2 separate regions of the Mus musculus genome follow, and region 1 is linked to region 2. Evidence: chromatin contacts called from public Hi-C data. All regions are on one chromosome and are shown on one strand. The core of a region is the stretch at or near the end of the contact, and the rest is flanking DNA. Distances in the headings are between cores, read along the strand shown. Region 1 has its middle 59 kb from the start of Gm46240. Region 2 has its middle 19 kb from the start of Btg1.

Region 1 (4,892 bases), core at 2,286-4,785, 210 kb before region 2:
TAAAATCACCCTCTTATGTTTAAATCTAAGGCCATCATCTCAAAGGCATCAGATTCCCACAGGAATGTCTATGTTAGGGTTACTATTGCTGTGATAATACACCACGACCAAAGCAACTTGGGGAAAAGGGGGTTTATTTGGCTTACACTTCCACATCACTGTTCATCATCAACAGAAGTCAGAAAAGGAACTCAAACAGGGCAGGAACCTGGAGGCAGGAGCTGATGCAGAAGCCATGGAGAGGGTGCTGCTTACTGGCTTACTCTCCATAGATTTCCCAGCCTGCTTTCTTGTAGAACCCAGGACCATCAGCCCAGCCAGAGTGAACTGGCCTCTTCCATATCAATCACTAATCAAGAAAATGTTCTACAGGCTTTCCTGAAGCCTCTTCTTATGAAAACCTTTTATCAACTAGAATTGCCTCCTCTCAAATGATTCTAGACTGTGTCAAGCTGATGTAAAATTAGCCAGCACATGAATTAATACAGAAACATTGACTTTTGAAATGATCTGTAAATAAGTAAATGCCAGGGCAGGTCTGATTAATATGGATGCTTTTAAATTCTTTTTTAAACTTTCCTAAAACATATTGTTATTGTGTGACTGTATCATGGTGTGTGCATCTGAGTACATGCATGCATGCACACACCACGGTACATGTATAGAGGTCAAAGAACACCTTTTGGAAGTTGGTTCTCTTCTTCCACTGTGGGGTCCAGGGACTCAAACTGAGGTAATGAGGCTTTTATTCTCGGTCTTCGGCAAAAAGGCAAAAAGATTGGGAATCTGGAAACTCCATGGTGGAGTCCTGAGTTTAAGCACGGTGCACAAACGATCTGCAACTAGTCCCTTGTCTTTGCCTTAATCTGTGTGTCAAATGGTTGTTCCCAATGTTAAGAAGAAAAAAGAAAAAAAGAAAAAAAAAAAGGCTCTGTTAATGCTTTTGAGTGTTGTTGTTGTTGTTAATTGTTTTTGTTTTTCCAGAAAAAAATATAAACCCTAGGGAATTTTTTTTTAATTCTCTGTAAACTACGGAAATGAAGCTACAGTCCAACTTCAGCAATAATTCCACATAATTTGTTTCCTTTGAAAGGGGAAGTTTTAGTCCATGCCCTGGAGAACCTATTACTATGTTGTTTCATTTTGCTTTTCATTTGTAGTTTTATTTATCTTCATTTATTTTAGTTTATTGTATTTCCACATGAGGAAATAGTTCATTTGAAGATAAACTCGTATTGTTGTATTTGGAAAAGCCTCATTAAATCTTTCAAAATACTAAGTGTTCCATCTTTTATTTGTCCCTTCGACGATGAGATAAATCCTGTGGGTCTTTGTCTGAACTTGACAATGTGGGATTTGCTCATTCATTCAGAATTATTTTCATCACCAACCTAAAAAAGCTCGTTTCTAAATTCCTAAATGGCCCTGTCTTAATGCATCATGCTCTCATAGCTGCAAAGTCATCACATTCAACAGTTGTTTTCAACTGGGATTTCTTTCTTATGAGCCCATTACAGGCAATTACCTCCTCAGGATTCCTCCAGTTGGGCCCCAGCTTCTGGAAAAACATGAGACTTCCCTGATCACACTTAGCTATAGCTGTCCTCTTTCCTGTTTATCTCCCACACTGACTCCTTGAAGATGGTACTTAGAAGAAGTGCTTAGGAGACCCACCCATGCCCAGTGCAAATCTAATATAGCTGAAGGCTTAAGATGGTCAAGGTTTCACCACATGTAAAGGTTCTGTGAACCACTGAATTTGTGTTTGCTGCACTGCCCCTTCCCAAATCCCTTACCATGTTGACAAAGTGTGTGTAAACTTAACAGAGCCTATTTACTGGTGTCTGGACTCTTGGGTACACTGGAGAGCGTACCTGCTAAATTGATATCTTGAAATGCTAATCACTGGTGTCTCAAAGACGACTATATTTGAAATTAAGTTTTTAAAAAGAGGTTAAAGGTACAAAAGGGAACTCCTCTAAACTAAATGGAAGGGGTTACTAAATAGTATGGACAAAATCTTTGTGGAATGATATTTGAGTCATTTAAATACACAAATAAGGGCTAGGGATGTAGCTCGGTACTAGAATACTTCTCTCAGAAGTGAGAAACTGTATTTAATCCTCAGTACTAAAGAAGAAGAAGGAAGAAGGAAAAAAAAAAAAAAAACTATCTTGGCCTTATCTCTAAAAGTAACATATGTCACCTATTCTGCTATTCAGGACAAATAAATAATTCAAGTTTAATTCATCAACCAAATACATACAATTTTGCATCTTCACTAGAAAATAGACTGGCCAGTCTCTGACAAATGGACAATACCTCTTAACTACATATAAGCATTATCTTGTAAAGTTGACTACTTGGAGAACAAATGATAATTTCTTCACCTCTTACACTTGAGATCACCTAAAAATATGTTTTCCCTGGAGTGTGATATTTAGGGACTCACATCATTATGCTATGTGACTGTACAAGGTTATCAAATAGTAGGTCAGAAGATTTTTTTTTTTTTGCCATAGGCATTAGGTACTATTAGCCTTACACCCTTAGTCATTGATAATTCACAAGTGAACACTAAAAATGCAGTTTATGCTACCCTATGAATTTTCTTTCTCGCATCACAATTCTCTAGTGACTATGAGACCTTAAGTAGGTCATCGTAATGGCAGAGATGATCATTTTCTTGGCAGTGCAGCCTGGGAAGCCAGGTCTGCACAACTGGCAAGTTTTCAGCAGGCTCACCTGAGAGTAGCCATAATGCAATTGGATTTTCCTTGAAAATGTGCAGGGATAGCCAGAATCAAGTCTCCAGGTTTTCTTGAAATATTGTCAGCATGTTTTAAATGGTCCTAAAGATGACATCCAAGGTTGCCTTCCAACTTTGGAGATATTTAGATGCAGAAACATGTGTGTCATATTCTCTCTCTCTCTCTCTCTCTCTCTCTCTCTCACAAACACACACACACACATATTAATTCACACATTTTTAAAATGAGCTACTACTATAAGTTGGGAAGACACCCAAAATGAGACTTCTGATGACTGGGTATGGAAAGGAAAATTTTTAATAAAATAACATCAGAGAATGATGCAAACAAAATGAAAGAAAGACCGAGGGTCAATAACTATGTATCATTCATAATTTGATCTCCTTGCTCATAGCCTCAGTCAGACTGTTATTAGATATTGCCAAATATTTTCAAACACAGAAGTTTCAGATCAATCATATGTTGTTAATTCTATCAGATTAGATCTTAATGCAAATCATGTAGGACCTGATTATATGAGGATTCGAAGCTATAAGGTTCAACTTACGAACATTCCACATCTCTCTCTCACTTTCTATAAATGTATAAATTGAACAGCACCAAAATACATTTTGGAATATGTTATTTTGACAGTCTTTCTTCATTGGATGAAAGGATGCTCATTTAAAAAAAAATGCAGCAAAATTTGGGTTTCTGCTGAACTAACTGAGATCCCAGGTGCTCTGGACTAGAAGCCAAAGTCTGGAAAACATTCAACCTGCTGACTTTTATCCAGTTTTTCAGATGAGATGACTGTGAGTAATTCAGGCTGTTGGCTATGAAACACGGACAGATCTGCCTGCCATTATTAATGAACACACGATGAGATAACAGAGACTAATTTCTCTGCAAAAAGGACCAAAAGGAAAATACTTAAGACTGATAAAGTCAAATAAACATGAATATTAAAAACAGCAACTAAAGGCTGAAGAGAATGCTCCGTGGTTAAGAGTCCTGGCTGCTCTTCAAGAAGACCCAGGTTCAATTTCCGGCACCCACGTGGCAGCTCACAACACCCATAAATTTAATGCTAGATGTGTAAGTCTCTCCCGACCTTTGAGGGTATAGTATAGATGTGATGGATATTCATCCATGCAGGCAAAACATCCCCACACACAAAGTAAAAACAAACTAAAATTTGTGGACTGATTGTGGCACCTTAGGTATTGTATCAAGTAATTTAGGGGATGACTGTGCTTGTATATTTACAATAGGCTTATGATGTAAACAGAAATGTCACTCTGTTTTGGAGATGTAAGCATCAAGCCTTTAAGAAGTCAAGAACAACATTAGGAATGGGAACTAATGAAATTTTCATAGACTAATCCATCATCATGCCAAGATTATATTCTAGACATGAACAAGTCACAGAGGGAGGACCAGCTCTCTCTGGCCTGTGCCATGCCTCCATTCATATCATCAAGAAATGAGAACATCTGGCCAATGGAGACAAAGGCAAAGGATGTCTACACATTTGTCCCCTTGTTCATATAAACAACATCCAGATTCCACTTATACTTTGGCTACTACAAATTGTTGTGAGCCTGAAAGTAGGGATTTCTTATTCATGACTACGGAAGGAAGCAGGGAGAAGTGAACTGCAGACTGTTTCCAACACGATAATTAATTCTCTGCAGGAAAGACCAGGCGATTTTTCCATAAGAGGGTGATTTCTCCAACCTTTCAAATTACTTTTTTCCCAAAGTAGATTGTAAACTACTGGTTTAGGTAAACTACTGAGTAGGTAAAACTTCAAACACTGGTAAAGTTTTTCAACTTGACCACTGCCCTTGGTAAAATCATGATAGAACTTTTTTTTTGTCCTATTTTGCCAAAAGATGGGCATAAATCTCTTTAACATAGATGATGTGTGGGAAAGCAAAGATGGATTTAGATGGTCCTAAATAAGAAGACGTTGACTGTTGCCCATCATTCTTAGGAGATAGGTGGATGATTTGTCAGTCAGGGCTCGGTGACCTTGATCATCCTATTGGCTTTAAATAACATATATGACTTACTATTTTCATATGTTCTTATGAAAAAAAATTTAATACATGGTGTTCAGGAATCGCTGGTTCACTT
Region 2 (4,420 bases), core at 1,210-3,709:
GCGGACCACAGGTATTGAACTTGGTACATTTTGCACAAGGCCAGATTTATCTACACATCTTTTTAAGTAAATATTTACTTTTACTATTTGTGTGTGTGTGTGTGTGTGTGTGTGTGTGTGTGTGTGCGCGCGCGCGCGCGCACTGGTAACCAAACGTGGGTCTTTTGCAAGAGCAATGCTCTTAACCACTGAGCCACCTTTCCAGCCCATCTCTGCAGATCTTAAGCTCTGGATCAAGTGGAAGGCTCTATTCATTGTCTACTGTGTTCCTTCATTTTAGCCTTGATGCCATGTTCTTTTCCCTCCTGGCATCCCTGAATCCACCACTGAGTACCTGAATGCTATTCCTTGTAGAGCCCCTCCCCCCACCCCCATTTCCTTCCCTCGTAAGCTCATTTATTTCTCAGTATCTTTACTATGACACAATATACTGCCTTATTGTAGTTTGTAATCTTCCTTCCTGCATTAGATTATAAACCCTGTGTGGTTTAAGCCTGCTTCCAACACCCTCAAACTCTCACCAGGACTCAGCAGAATCCTGCGTGAAAATCAGACAATCATGTACTTTTGTGTATTTAAAAGGAGAGGACCAGATACTTCCCTAGCAGTGTGGAGGGAGATGGGGAAGGATTGAGAGTAGCCTGGGCTACAAATAGAGTCAGTCTAGGAGAGAAGCCAGGGGAGTGGAAAATAAATAGAAAGGAGAAGGGATAAATATTTCCAGATCTTTTCATTCAGGGTCATTCCAGATCCTAAATTCTCTACTGACCACATCACTCGCTGAAAACCTGTTTCCTTCTTGATCCTAAGGTTACTGTGTTCATGGTTTTCCTTTTTCTCATTCAAGAGAGAAGCTATCGGGAGCTTTATTTTCCTTTCCTAAAACCAAAATAAAGCCAATTTTTAAAAAGCCATAAAGAAATGGGAAAAAGAACCAAAACCAAAACCAAAGAAATCCAGAAAGGATTTTAAGAAACAAAATGGACCCAGTTCTACTCTTGTGACTAGAGGACCCTTGGAGAGGAACCACACTGCATAAATGAGAGGAGGAGGGATTACAGGTTTAATCCTCAAAGCTCCTCTTTGGGCACCAAGCTTCTTGAAAGAGAGGCCTGGAAAAGCACGGACATGTTCATCCTTCTATTACAGAAGGAGAGAACTGTTGTGACTTCCTTCTTTACCCTTACAGAAGTGCCTTATCTGACTCAGTACTTACTTGACTTGATTTCTATCTTGAGGCAATGTGCTAGAGAAGGAGTGTGTGTGTGTGTGTGTGTGTGTGTGTGTGTGTGTGTGTGTGTGTGTGAGAGAGAGAGAGAGAGAGAGAGAGAGAGCACACACATATGTGCCTGCTATGGAGAACCTGGAAAGCCACTGACAAAGATAAAACGAATAGGATTTAAAAGCACGAAGAACAATAAAATCAATGAAGGACAGATTTGCTCGCTTGTTTAGTATTTTCTTTATTTGAGGCAGGGTGCTACTATGTAGTTTACAGGATTGACAGTCATTCTGTCTCAGCCTCTAGGGTTGGGATTACAAAAGTGTGCCACCATGCCTGGCTGAGACGTATTTCCTTGGCCTCTAAAACAACTGTCTACAAGAAATGATGTGTGGCTGAATGCAAAACACAAAACAAAACAGCTATGAGATTTTGGTATTATAACATTATGGTGATTTAAATGATGTATTATTACTCTTATATGTCCATGTGTGTAGCTGTGTGTCCATGTGTGAAGGGGAGTTGGGGGAGGTGATATACCAAGGCACATGTGTGGAGATCAGGAGACAACTTTGTAGAGTTGGTTCTCACCTTTCACCTCTAAGTAGTTTGTGAGGGTAGAACTCATATTCCCCAGTTCCCATAGAGCGCCTGCAAGCATCTTTACCCAGTGTGCTGTCCCTTCCACCCCAGCTATCCCTTCTGTCTGGGTCCCCTTTCACTTCCGGTGATGTATCCTACTTATTGTTTCCTGGTTCTTTTGTTTTAACGAAGGAATTCGAGTCTTCGAGTAGGAACTGAGAATTCATCTTGACAAACGAATCTTTGAAAAATGAAAACACAACAACCAAATAACTTAAAATATTTAACAGAGTGTATACTCAGCCAACTAGGTCTCTACTCTGCAGAACTCAGGAACCTAGCACAGAAGAGCCCAACTTTCGGTCTGAATTTTTTTTTTTCAATTTCTAAGCATCACTTTTTTTTTTAAAAAAACAATAGAAAGATGTTTCGATCACTATAGGACAAAAACTTAACTCTTTTTTTTTTTTTCAGTCAGACAAGTTCTGCAAACCTCCATCTATTTTTTTCCTTCTCCCAGTGAACTTCCAAAGTTTATGTTCAGGAGAAAGAATTCTATCTACACTCAGCAACTGGGCTCATAATAGGGAAGACACTAAACAAACCTTCATTCTCCAGGGCTCCAAATCTCCCTCCATTTATAGCCAGAGTTTACAGCCCGTGTTCATCTCCCATTTCCTCCACGGAGCCGTCCCTGTCAAGAGATGCTCAGCACCTGGTCCCTGAGAGGGTTTTCTGAGAGCTTTGCTGACTGGCTGTTTCACAGGAAGCATTTTTTTACCATTAATCACCCTCTCTCTCTCTCTCTCTCTCTCTCTCTCTCTCTCTCTCTCTCTCTCTCTCTCTCTCTCAGAGGAAGGCCCCGTGGTCTCCAGGGTAATCAGCTCTCTGCTTCCCTGAGATCCTTGGGTCCCTAAGGGAGAAGATATGAGGGGAGAAAAGAAGAGGAGGATTTTTCCACATTAAAAGTAGGAGTAGGGACTGGCCAGCTGGTGCAGTCAAGTGCCCAATGTGTAAGTCTGAGGACCTGAATTCAGACCTCTCAGAATGCTCAGCTTTGGCACTGAGAGGCAGAAACAAAGAGGACCCTGGGACCTGCTGGCCATGAAATAAAGGCAGGTCCTGAAAGGGATTCAGTGTGAGAAGCTGCCTCAAAAAGTATCCTGAGGAGCAGACAACCCCAGGGCTCTACACAGACACACAGACACACACACAAGCAAGAAGGAAGGGTGCGGTGGTATGACATACATCCTAATCCCAGGATACCAGAGATCACCCGGAGGCCAGCCTGTTCTACACTGTAAGTTCCAGCCCAGCCAAACGAGTCCAGCAAAACCTTGTTTTACGTGGGAGAAGGGGAGGGAAGTAGGGTAGAGATTCAAACTGGAAACCAAACCAAACCAAACCAAACCAAACCAAAATTTTAAATCAAAAACAAGAAAGCAAAGACTAAAAATGAAGAGACATTGAGGTGTGTAAACAGAAAATCATTACTTCAGCACCACAGATAGGATAGGAGAACAGTTAGTAGCTGTGGAGGCTTCGTGGTATTGTGTACTGCAAAACACACATCCTTGCTCTCACCTCTCATCACACTGCAGGAAGATGTGGAGCACACTTGGAACCCCAGCACATGGGCCACAGAGCCAGGAAGATCAGGAATTCTGGGCCATCCTGGCCTATACATGGGGATTCTGCCTTAAAAATAAGTAGAGCTAGTGAGATGGTTTGGTGGGTCAAGGTGTTTGCCTCCTGACCCAATAACCTGATTCCGATCTCTAGATTCCACATCATCAAAGAAGAGAGAACCAACTGTCAGAAGTTGTCCTCTGATCTCCTCATGTGCTCTGTGGCACCCACCACATGTCGTTGCACACTGTGTGTGTGTGTGTGTGTGTGTGTGTGTGTGTGTGTGTGTGTGTTGAGCCACAGTGCACATGTTGAGGTCAGATGCACACTTTTGAGTGGGTTCTCTTTTGCCACTGTGGGCCCCTGGAATTGAACTCAGGTCATTAGGCTTGGCAGCAGGCACCTCAACCTTCCAAACCATCTCCCTGCCCTTACATAGTCTTTCCAATGCTAACTGTACTCACCCTACCCTCCAGCAAACACCTATAGCCACCCCCACCCCCGAACCCTCGAAATAAATTTCTAGTGAAATAAAATCGTCATTGAAAATTATAAACATAAATGTAGGCAAAGGCCTACACACTCCACACACTTAGATAATATTTTCACCCAAACACTCCGAAATCTTGAACTGTGAAATAGCCAACTAAGTAGTTCCATTTCAATTAGCTTTACCAGGAGTTTACTGTATAACAGTGTTATGCTAGATTTAAATTTAAAAATAACTCTGCCCAACCACACATTTAGGCGTGTTTCTCTTTCATTCTACAGCAGAGTATTCTCCTAACTAGAGAAGTTCAGCTTGAGTGGGCGGGAAGAAGGGGAAAACAGTGAAATGGAGGCAGGACATTTCCCAGGAAAACCAAGGGCAAAAACACTTCTCATAGCCTGAGGATCCTGGCCAGCATTTTGATCAAGAGAATCAACTTTTGAGACACAGTGAAGCATCTGGGAAACCTTCTGGGAGACATAACACAGACTGTGGAA

The links. A called contact is a pair of places that touch in the nucleus more often than the background predicts.
Region 1: a Hi-C map of cerebellar granule neurons shows a contact between it and region 2, with 2.3 times the contacts expected there. The contact joins two enhancer-like sites. A contact is called at or near these places in 7 of 39 promoter capture datasets (3T3-L1-derived adipocytes, the HPC-7 cell line, embryonic stem cells and 3 more), 10 of 484 Hi-C or Micro-C datasets (brain, cerebellar granule neurons, cerebellum and 4 more) and 6 of 115 datasets of contacts at active chromatin or transcription factors (the SCID.adh cell line, bone marrow-derived dendritic cells, craniofacial prominence and 3 more).

Annotation. Positions count from the first base shown.
Region 1 is chr10:96,839,979-96,844,870 of GRCm38.p6, reverse strand. No RefSeq gene overlaps it. Among named protein-coding and RNA genes, the nearest start is that of Gm46240, 59 kb to the left of the region's middle. Within about 2 kb of position 3,535, at least 1 of the 459 cell types and tissues checked has an H3K27ac peak or open chromatin away from gene starts, as enhancers often do. A contact at or near this core is called in cerebellar granule neurons, where this site is marked.
Region 2 is chr10:96,633,845-96,638,264 of GRCm38.p6, reverse strand. No RefSeq gene overlaps it. Among named protein-coding and RNA genes, the nearest start is that of Btg1, 19 kb to the right of the region's middle. Within about 2 kb of position 2,459, at least 30 of the 459 cell types and tissues checked have an H3K27ac peak or open chromatin away from gene starts, as enhancers often do. A contact at or near this core is called in cerebellar granule neurons, where this site is marked.